Regions from separate parts of the Mus musculus genome. Here regions 2 and 3 are each linked to region 1. The links are chromatin contacts, called in public Hi-C and promoter capture Hi-C maps. All regions are on one chromosome and are shown on one strand. The core of a region is the stretch at or near the end of the contact, and the rest is flanking DNA. Distances in the headings are between cores, read along the strand shown. Region 1 holds the start of Chst8 (carbohydrate sulfotransferase 8). Region 2 holds the start of Cep89 (centrosomal protein 89). Region 3 holds the start of Rhpn2 (rhophilin, Rho GTPase binding protein 2).

The links. Promoter capture Hi-C pulls out the DNA fragments that hold promoters and counts their contacts. A called contact is a pair of places that touch in the nucleus more often than the background predicts.
Region 2: a contact with region 1 is called in a promoter capture Hi-C map of embryonic stem cells, with 2.8 times the contacts expected there. The contact joins the promoter of Cep89 here to the promoter of Chst8 in region 1. A contact is called at or near these places in 1 of 39 promoter capture datasets (embryonic stem cells) and 1 of 115 datasets of contacts at active chromatin or transcription factors (embryonic stem cells).
Region 3: a contact with region 1 is called in a Hi-C map of muscle stem cells, with 5 times the contacts expected there. The contact joins the promoter of Rhpn2 here to the promoter of Chst8 in region 1. A contact is called at or near these places in 1 of 484 Hi-C or Micro-C datasets (muscle stem cells) and 1 of 115 datasets of contacts at active chromatin or transcription factors (embryonic stem cells).

Annotation. Positions count from the first base shown.
Region 1 is chr7:34,811,370-34,814,138 of GRCm38.p6, reverse strand. It overlaps Chst8 (carbohydrate sulfotransferase 8), which reads left to right and starts at 1,428. Exons shown (of 4, transcript NM_175140.4): 1 at 1,428-1,793. Gm38987 (a long non-coding RNA gene) reads right to left here and starts at 1,431. Exons shown (of 3, transcript XR_881950.3): 1 at 963-1,431.
Region 2 is chr7:35,395,739-35,398,507 of GRCm38.p6, reverse strand. Cep89 (centrosomal protein 89) reads right to left here and starts at 1,445. Exons shown (of 19, transcript NM_028120.3): 1 at 1,302-1,445; 2 at 412-518. The coding sequence starts at 1,340. Faap24 (Fanconi anemia core complex associated protein 24) reads left to right here and starts at 1,741. Exons shown (of 4, transcript NM_178643.5): 1 at 1,741-2,295. The coding sequence starts at 2,190.
Region 3 is chr7:35,332,901-35,335,669 of GRCm38.p6, reverse strand. Rhpn2 (rhophilin, Rho GTPase binding protein 2) reads right to left here and starts at 1,433. Exons shown (of 15, transcript NM_027897.4): 1 at 1,259-1,433. The coding sequence starts at 1,327.

The DNA.
Region 1 (2,769 bases), core at 179-2,678:
AAAGGGATAAAAGGTAGCTGGGTGTTGTGTTACATGCCTGTAACCCAAGCACTTGGAGGCTGAGAAAGGAAGATCATGTGTTCATGGTTAGCCTGGGCTACACAGAGAGAACCTATCTCAAAAACAGAAACAAAACAAAAACAATGGAAGGGAAGGCTACCATATGCTTGACTGCCAACTCACTTGCCCTGAAGAGGATCCTTGGATACTCTGAGTTCACAGCAGTCATTAAAGAAGCCCAACTACCACTCAGGCCTTTCAAGCTTGCTAGTGTTAGAGGCTCCCTTGCCCTCCACATCTCTAGTGTTAGTATCTCTGCTCCTTATCAGGGCTGCCACACCCTTATCTGGTCACTCAAAGGCCACAGATCCACCTCAGTCTTTAGCTTCATCACCCATCTGGGATGGAGCTGGGTCAACCAACCAACCAATCAACCAACCAACCAGTCCACTCAGGGAGGGGAGAGGCCACAGCCACCGCTCTGTTTTACTGGAAGCTTCTTTTCAGTTTTGTTTTGTTTTGTTTTGTTTAATTTTATTCTGTATGTCCCTTCAAGACCAGGCTTGTTTACTGGTTGGCACCGCTGAGAATGGTTGCTAGATGCGCACCCAGCCTTCCCTTCTAGTGTCTGATTGCCCCCTGCAGGTCGGGGCTTCTCTTCTCTGGAAAAATCAAGATTTGAATCCACAGCCCTGGAACCGAGTCCCGGTTCTACACTTGTACTGTGTGGCTGTGGGTAGGAGGTTTCCCCACTCATTTATTCTGGGTTTGGAGGGAGGGGAGAGGTTGCTTGCTTCAGCCCTCAAGCTGGTGCCAGACCGACGCTTAAGGATGAAGTTCTTAAGTGAGAATCCGGCTCACTGGGCACTTGTGGTTAACTGAGACCCAGAAATTTAGTGGTGAGTGCCAACAAGAGACAGGCCTTGTCCAAATTCCACGCGTACTGTAGTCTGGGAACCTACCTGAATTTTTCTGCGCACCAATTCCTTTGCAAGCCCCGCGGCCGCTCAGCTTTGGGTCCAAGACCCTGCTTGCTAGCGCCTTCTCTTTTTCCCTAGGTCAGCGCAGGGTTACTCAGTGTCGCCACTGGGGCAGTGGCAGCTAAGAAGCTGCGGAGTGGAGTCAAGCGGCAGACCAGAGTCCAGCACTCGGGGATCCCCGAGCTGGGCGCAGCCCGCGCCAATACCGCCCCACCCCCCCGCTGCCTCCCGACCGCGCCCAGCGGCAGCTCCCACAGAGCGCGCGGCCAGTGGGGCTGCTGAAGCCGCAGAGCGCGCGTGGGCGTGGCGCCCGTGAGCTCCCGAGAGGGCTGAGCGATCGGGGAAGAGATTTCCCCCATCTCTGCCCTGCCACCGGGATCGCCTCTTTCCACCGTGGGGCGGGGCCCGGACTGGGGGCGGGGCGCCGGGCGGGCGCGGCGCTATTTCCAGCCTTGCCGGAGGCTTCGCTCGCACTTCGCTGGGAGCCTTCCCGGCGCGTGAGCCGGATCCGGTGGCACCGCGGGGAAGAGACAGGACCGGGCGGTGGCGGCAGAGACAGGGGGACGCACCCGGTGCAGAAGATCCAATAGGAGCACGCCGCCGCAACCTCTCCCGCGCGCTCCGGTCGCCGACTCTACGCCGATCGCCCACTCCCCGCACCTTGGACTACACCGGGAAAAAGACGCAGCCTGGCCCGAACTGGGGCGGAGATCCTTCTTGCTTCCCAAGAGCTCCGGAGGGAAGATTCTCCCGCCGCCGAGAACCCCGCCGGACTGGAGGAACCCGTGGCCTGGAGAGCGCTGGCTGTGCCAGGTAAGTGGCTGCGCCCTGTTCCCTCTCTATGTTGATAGTTCACCCGAAGGGTTGTCCCTGGAAATCCCAGGATGATGCCGGGACTGTTCTGAGCGCAAACCCCGCCACTAGACGTGGTTCAGAGTCCTAAGCTGCAGGTGCTGTTGGGGCATGCGGTGCTTGGGTCTGGCGATACTTTGGGGACCAGCCCCCGTGAGTGGGAACTTTAATTAGACTTTGGATTCTTGGTTTTCTCCGCGCCTGGGAACTGCCTCTCTCTCCTAGGGCTCGCCTCCAGGACCCTTCGCTCCTCTTCTTAACCCTGGATGCTGGGTGCGTGTAAGCTGCTTTGGGCGCTGAGCGACGAGTGCTCGAGGGCCGGGCTGGAGCGTCCAGAGCGCCGAGGCTTTGGTGTGCGCTTGGAACTGGGACTTAGAGGCCAGTTGGGGTGCGTAGGGCGAAAGGGGAAGTTACAAGCGACCTTGGCTCCCTACCAGGAGACGCAAGGTGTCCCCGCGCTCCATCGCGCGCATCTCCACCCCTCAACTCTCTAGGGCCCCGGCCTGTTTTGTGCTCCCGGCGAGTGTGCGTGCGTCAGCGATCGCAAGGAGGTGTGTGTATGCGTGTGTCCCCGAGTGCGGGAGTCGGAGCCTCAGGCGGCTGAGGGTAGGGGATGGTGAAATGATCTGCTTTACAGCGGGACCGAGCTCAGCCCTAGCTAGCGGCTGTTGCAACTTCAGCTGCTGCGTGGGGCTGTTTTGCTCATACTATGGCCTGGCCAGGAGAATGTACGTTCTCTGGTTTGGGCAGGGTCAGAGGTGGCGCTTGGGCATCAAGTGACCTCTCTCTATTTCCCGCGCAGTACTCCAAACCCTAACTTTAGTTGTATATCTTGTCTCTGGGCCCTTCGGCCCTCACCTGGGGTTGTAACAGTCGGGGAACTGTGCCCTGGATTTCGGACATACCGGTTGGATCTTGGAACAGTCTGTCCTGCAGC
Region 2 (2,769 bases), core at 196-2,695, 580 kb before region 1:
AAGGAAGGAAGGAAGGAAGGAAGGAAGGAAGGAAGGAAGGAAGGGAAGATGGAAGGAAGGAAGGAAGGAAGGAAGGAAGGAAGGAAGGAAGGATGGAAGGAAGGAATGGAGGAAGGAAGGAAGGAAAGATGGATGGAAGGATTAACTTAAATTTGGTGCTTCATATTTAGTAGGCACCAACTGTACCCAATCCTGAAATCTGAGATCTTCCATTGAAGGTACCACACCCCAGACAAGTCCACTGATGCTCAGAGAAGCCATATTAGTGCATCTCTGAGCAGAGGTAACCACAGAGCGTAATAGTCTAGCCCTCTACTTGTGGCCTTTTGGCTAGTGTGATCAGTTCCAGGATTCAGGACTTGATGGTCAAGCACGGGCGTGACCCTCGGTGCTGCTCATCTTGGGACTTACCTGGGCCTCTCTGGAGAAGGGTTGGGGCTCCGAGGAGGGGGTGTGCGTGGCACCGCTGGCTTCGGAGCGATGCTGGCTGCGGGGAGGAAGCCATGGATGATGTGGTTCTGCACAAATGAAACCCAAGGCAGGTCACCGGGAGAAGATCACCTTGCTCCTGGGCCACCATCACCTCCCAAACTGAGGTCACTCTAGGGATCCGGCCCCACAAGAGTCTTTACACACACACCTGCCGCTGTTCCCAATCCCCATTGGTGAGGCAAGGGCACTCACTGGGGCACACCATCATGGCTATCCGATTCATTCACACCTCCCTGCTCACGGCAGCTTTCCTGACCGATTTCAATTGTCAACTGAACTGGGCTAATCTATACCTACCGTGTAATGAAGCACACCTTTGGGTGTCTGTGGGAGGGCTTTTCCAGAGAGGATTAACTAAGTGAGCTGGGCTAATATACCCTAAATAGGAAAGGAATCAACTCATGGGGGAAGTTTTCTCCAAGACAGGAGTGAACTCCCGGCTAAGAGGAGAATCCTGACAGGGAGGCCAAGATTCCTGTCTGTGGCAGGCTCTGGACATGAAGGGTTCTTTGGAACATTTAGTCTGGGTTTCTGGAATTTAATGCTCCCTGATAGCGATCCCGCCTCGCTCCTATCTCAGTCTTTAAAACCTGCACATGAAGGCAGGAGAGATGGCTCAGTGGTTAAGAGCATGGTCTGCTCTTCCAGAGGTCCTGAGTTCAATTGCCAGCAACCACATGTTGTCTCACAACCATCTGTAATGGGATCTGACACCTTCTCTTGCTATGCAGGCATACATGCAGATAGATCACTCATATAAATAAATCTTTTTTTTTTTTAACCGCACTCGAAGGCCTGGAACTACTCACGAACTGGCTCCGGCGGTTCCTGCGGAAGCTGAGGAGCATCCTGGCTGAGAGCTGAGGGCTGCGGGTTGAGCCGCCAGGCGCTGGACTAGCTGGAAGGTAGACCCCGCAGCCTGCACAGCTCCCCACAGCCTAGCTCCCGCGGACCCCCGACTTTACAACAAGCATGTCTCACATTGGCTCTGTTTTGAGTCTCAGCCTATCAGAGTCAATTTTACTGCCACCCGTTGCTCTTGACAACCCAGCAAGGCGTCATTCAAATTCCAGCCAGAGAGGAAGCAAGCTGAGACTTCCGTTCGATTATTGGCTATAGTAGACGCCCATCTTTTACCTATCACCCAATAAAACGCTGGCCAGGGCGGTCAGAATTTTAAAGAGGGCTCCCGGGCTGTGGGAACCCGGAAGTGGCAGGGCCTCAGGTGAGGTCCACGGAGATTCTAGACCCCGGCGCAGTGAGCTTCCCTGCCTTTGTAGCCCTGGACAGGAACCGAATAGAAGGACAGGGACCGAATGGAAGAGCCACCGTAAGCGTCCTGTTAGGACACCAGAGCTAAGGGAGGTGCTTACAAAGAGGGACGGAGTCACTCAAACAGAAATCTCCCGGGTTTAGCTCGGGGTAGTGGCGCCCGGCTGTCATTTTAGCACTTGGGCTGCTGAGTTCAAGTCCAGCTGGAGTCAACTATCAGTACAGAGCCAAGCGTGATAAGAAGACCCAGTCTTATTTTGAAAATAAATAATCTCTTGAATTCAGACTTCGGTTGAAGTAGCTCAGTGCCTGAAAATCCACTCTACAGATCCTGTCAAAGAGGTCCCGACTTCGTGTAGAACTGTGTGCAACAGCGCCTGCTCTAGTGAGACCTTGCATTTTCCTCATTTAGACCAAAACCACGGATGGAAAGGAACCCGCCTGATGGGACCGGTCCGGTCCACGTGCCACTAGGACATATTGTGGCTAGTGAAAAATGGCGCGGGTCCCAACTGGCTCAGGAGATGCAAGGTCAGTGAGCTGTCTTCTGTCATACCCCTTTCTTCCCAGCACGTTAAAAGAGAGAGTGAGAGAAATGCTGGGTATGGTGATGTTCCTTTGCAATCCCAGCACTCCTGAGACTGAAGTAGGAGAATCATTGCGTTAGAGACCAGCCTGGGGCTACATAGCAAGTTCAAGGCCAGCTTGGGCTATGAGAACTTGTCTCAAAATAGTTACATAGACTAAAATGAAAGGGGACTGGAGAGAGAGCTCCGTGGTTACGAGGACTGGCTTATCTTACAGAGGATCGTGGTTTAATTCCTAGCACCCACATGGTGGCTCAAGGAGTCAGACTCCTCCCTCTTCTGGCCTTTGGGGGCACTAGGCTTGCACATGTGCACAGACATATGCGAGCAAAACCTACATATAAATCTTTGGGTTTTATTTTATTAAAAAGGAGGTTTAGGACAGGTGGTGGTGGGTCACACCTTTAATCCCAGCACT
Region 3 (2,769 bases), core at 184-2,683, 520 kb before region 1:
ATCTTGAGATTCCCAGGCCAAGCAACCTCCTGCAATTCTGGCCTGTGATCCTCTGGCCCAAATGCCACACATAATTAGAAGTTATAATCCTGTAATTCCATGATGACATCTTTCAACTTAAATATACTTTAAAACTTTTTTAAATGCCAAAAGGAACTTTAAAAATTGCCCACTGTCCCCACCTGTCTCCAGATTTCCCTCTTTTCTATTACTACTTCACGTGTGAGCAAAAGTTCTTTAAGATGCCAGAGTCCCGCGGGAGAAGGAAGCTGCCAAGCCCATTTACGAACAATTAAGAATTGATTGCTCTGTGGGAAGCAGTTTCACTTCCCTATTCATGACTGCTCGCTGCGCCTTCGATCGTATCAGTTAGAAAAATATCCACGACAATCTCTCAACCCACCAGGTGATCCTTGGCCAAAGTCCAAAAGCTATTTTTAGACTCTCTAGGGACCCAAGAGGAAGGTGAGGAGTCTGTCACAGTGATTCGCACCTCTAAAGTGCCTTTGAAAGCCAGCAGCTGTTGGGCAATCCCAGCACCGCTGTGGGCGCCTAATGGGGTCGCTTTTGAGGAACTGAGTTCCAGGGCGAAAGGCAGTCGCATTAATTGCCCAGGAGCGCCAAGACGTGCCAAGCGCGCAGAGTCCAGTCTCGCCCTCTCGGTCTCTCGGACAACCAAATACAGATAAATCCACTTTGGAAGAGTGAGACTCCGGTTCTCTGGCTCTCTTGGGCGAGGACAAACGAAGGGGCACGCCCGAGGTCCCCTTGCAGCATCCACTCTCCCTTACCAAGAAGTCGAAGGGGGCCAACGCTGAAAGCACTTGGGAGGCAAAAGAGCAAAACTCGCCCTCCAGATGCACCATGGCTAAGCGCTCGGGTGGAAACTGAGCTGCGGTATAAGTGCAGAGGGACCGACCGAGCTCGCCAGCGTGGCCAGGAGCTGGTCCTTTCCCCACCAGCGCGAGAAGCCTGGCAGGGCCATCCGGATCACCTCCCCAGGTTCCCACCTGCGTGTGGCTTGCCTGTGCACCTGCACGCCCCAGCCCGGCTGCCATCTGCTCGGGGCTCCAAGCCCCGCGCAATCAATCCCCTTTCGACCCCCCTTCTCCGCCCTTCGGCCCGCACCAACTCTGCGGGTCTCTCCCTTCTCCTTCCCCTCCCCCTCCAGTCCAAGCCGACCCCCGCCTCAAGCCCCTTCAGCACGCTCCGCAGTTTGCCAGGACAGAGAGAGAGGGTCTGTTGACTCGCCACTCACCTTTCGAAAGTAGTCGTCACCCTCTTTCTCCAGCGGCTGGGGAGCCGCGGGTAGCAGCGTATCGGTCATGCTGGCAGCGCGGGAGTCCAGGGTGAACTGAGGTGCAGTGGCTACTAAGGGCCCCAGGAGGCGCCGGGACCCGCCCCCGCTCCCGCCCCGACCAGCCAGCCGCCCTGCCGCCCCGCCCGAGCCCTAGAGCGCCAGATATCTGGAGCTCCGCCCCTCTTAGCAAGACCTGGACCTAGGCAGATCCCGAGCCTGGAACTCAGTTCTGCCACCTAGGCCCCGCCTTCAGCCTCCCAAGAGGCGAATCCCAAGCCCTACAGTTCCGCCCCCCGCATTTGCAGTCCTCCTGCATCCCAGAGTGAGCCCCACCCCTGATCTCTGGAGCCACGCCCCATCTCGCCTAGGCCCCGCCCCTCCACCATCCAGTCCTACCGGAGGCGGATACCTAACTCTGTAGCCTCGCCCCGCTCAACTAAGGCCCCGCCCACAACACGCACGGTCCTCCTCCAGCCCCGCCCGAGGCTGAAGCCAGAGCCCTGAAGCCCTGCCCTTGATTGTATAGACCGCGCCCCTGCCCCATGCAAGTGTTAAGTGCTGTCTGCCGCGAGTCTAGAATGGAGCTCTTGCTGAGCCTTCGATCTTAATCTGAGTGTTGTTCACAGCTCACTACCTTGTGAGCGTTAAGGTGGCGCAGCCAGCGGGATCGGGGTTTCAGCAAACGTAGCGAAACCCAAATTCGCCCTTTCTCTGGAGCCCTAGGAATAGTAAATGCAGAGAACTAAATACGTTTGCTTTCCCACTCAGGGACGCGGACATTCATGACCAGTTCATTCGCTGCTCGGAAGCTTTTAAAGGCTCTGGCCAGGAAGGACGGAAAGCTGTTTGCAGGAGAGGAGGCCTCCGAGCGCTTGGGTAGCAGAAGTCGTCGGGAGAGGGGGCCACCTACTGAGCAGGCTTTGTGCACAGGAATTCTGCAGGTGTCTTTAAGGATGCCAGAGTTCCCAAACTCGGTTTTCTCAGTTCTCAAGCCCAAGTGATTTTTTCTCTGGCTGGTCTCGTGTTATAGGTATCGATGTGGTTAGTACAGGAGTAGCAGGGGGTTCCTTAGGCTCGGGGTTCGCGGAACCTCCTACTGGAGAGTAGGTAAACTGGCGTCGGATATTGGTAGCACATCGGGCTACATCTGCAGGAGCCTAGAGCCCCCAGCCTGTAGACTCCTTCCTCACCGCCGCCACCACCACCAAAAAACACCTTTGTCTTCTGCCTTTGGAGGTCTGTGGGTCGCAGTGTAAACCTCAGATTCGGCTTTCAAAACTAACCAACCGTTTTCATGCTCTTTAAGAAGTGTTTTAGGGGCCAGGGGCGTTTAATTTCAGGACTCAGGAGGCAGAGACAAGCGGGTCTCAGAGCCAAGGCTACACAGAGAATCCTTGTCTCGAAAAACAAAAACAAACAACAAAAATGGTGTTAGTATGGCTGCAGAGGTGGCTCAGAGGATAAAAGTG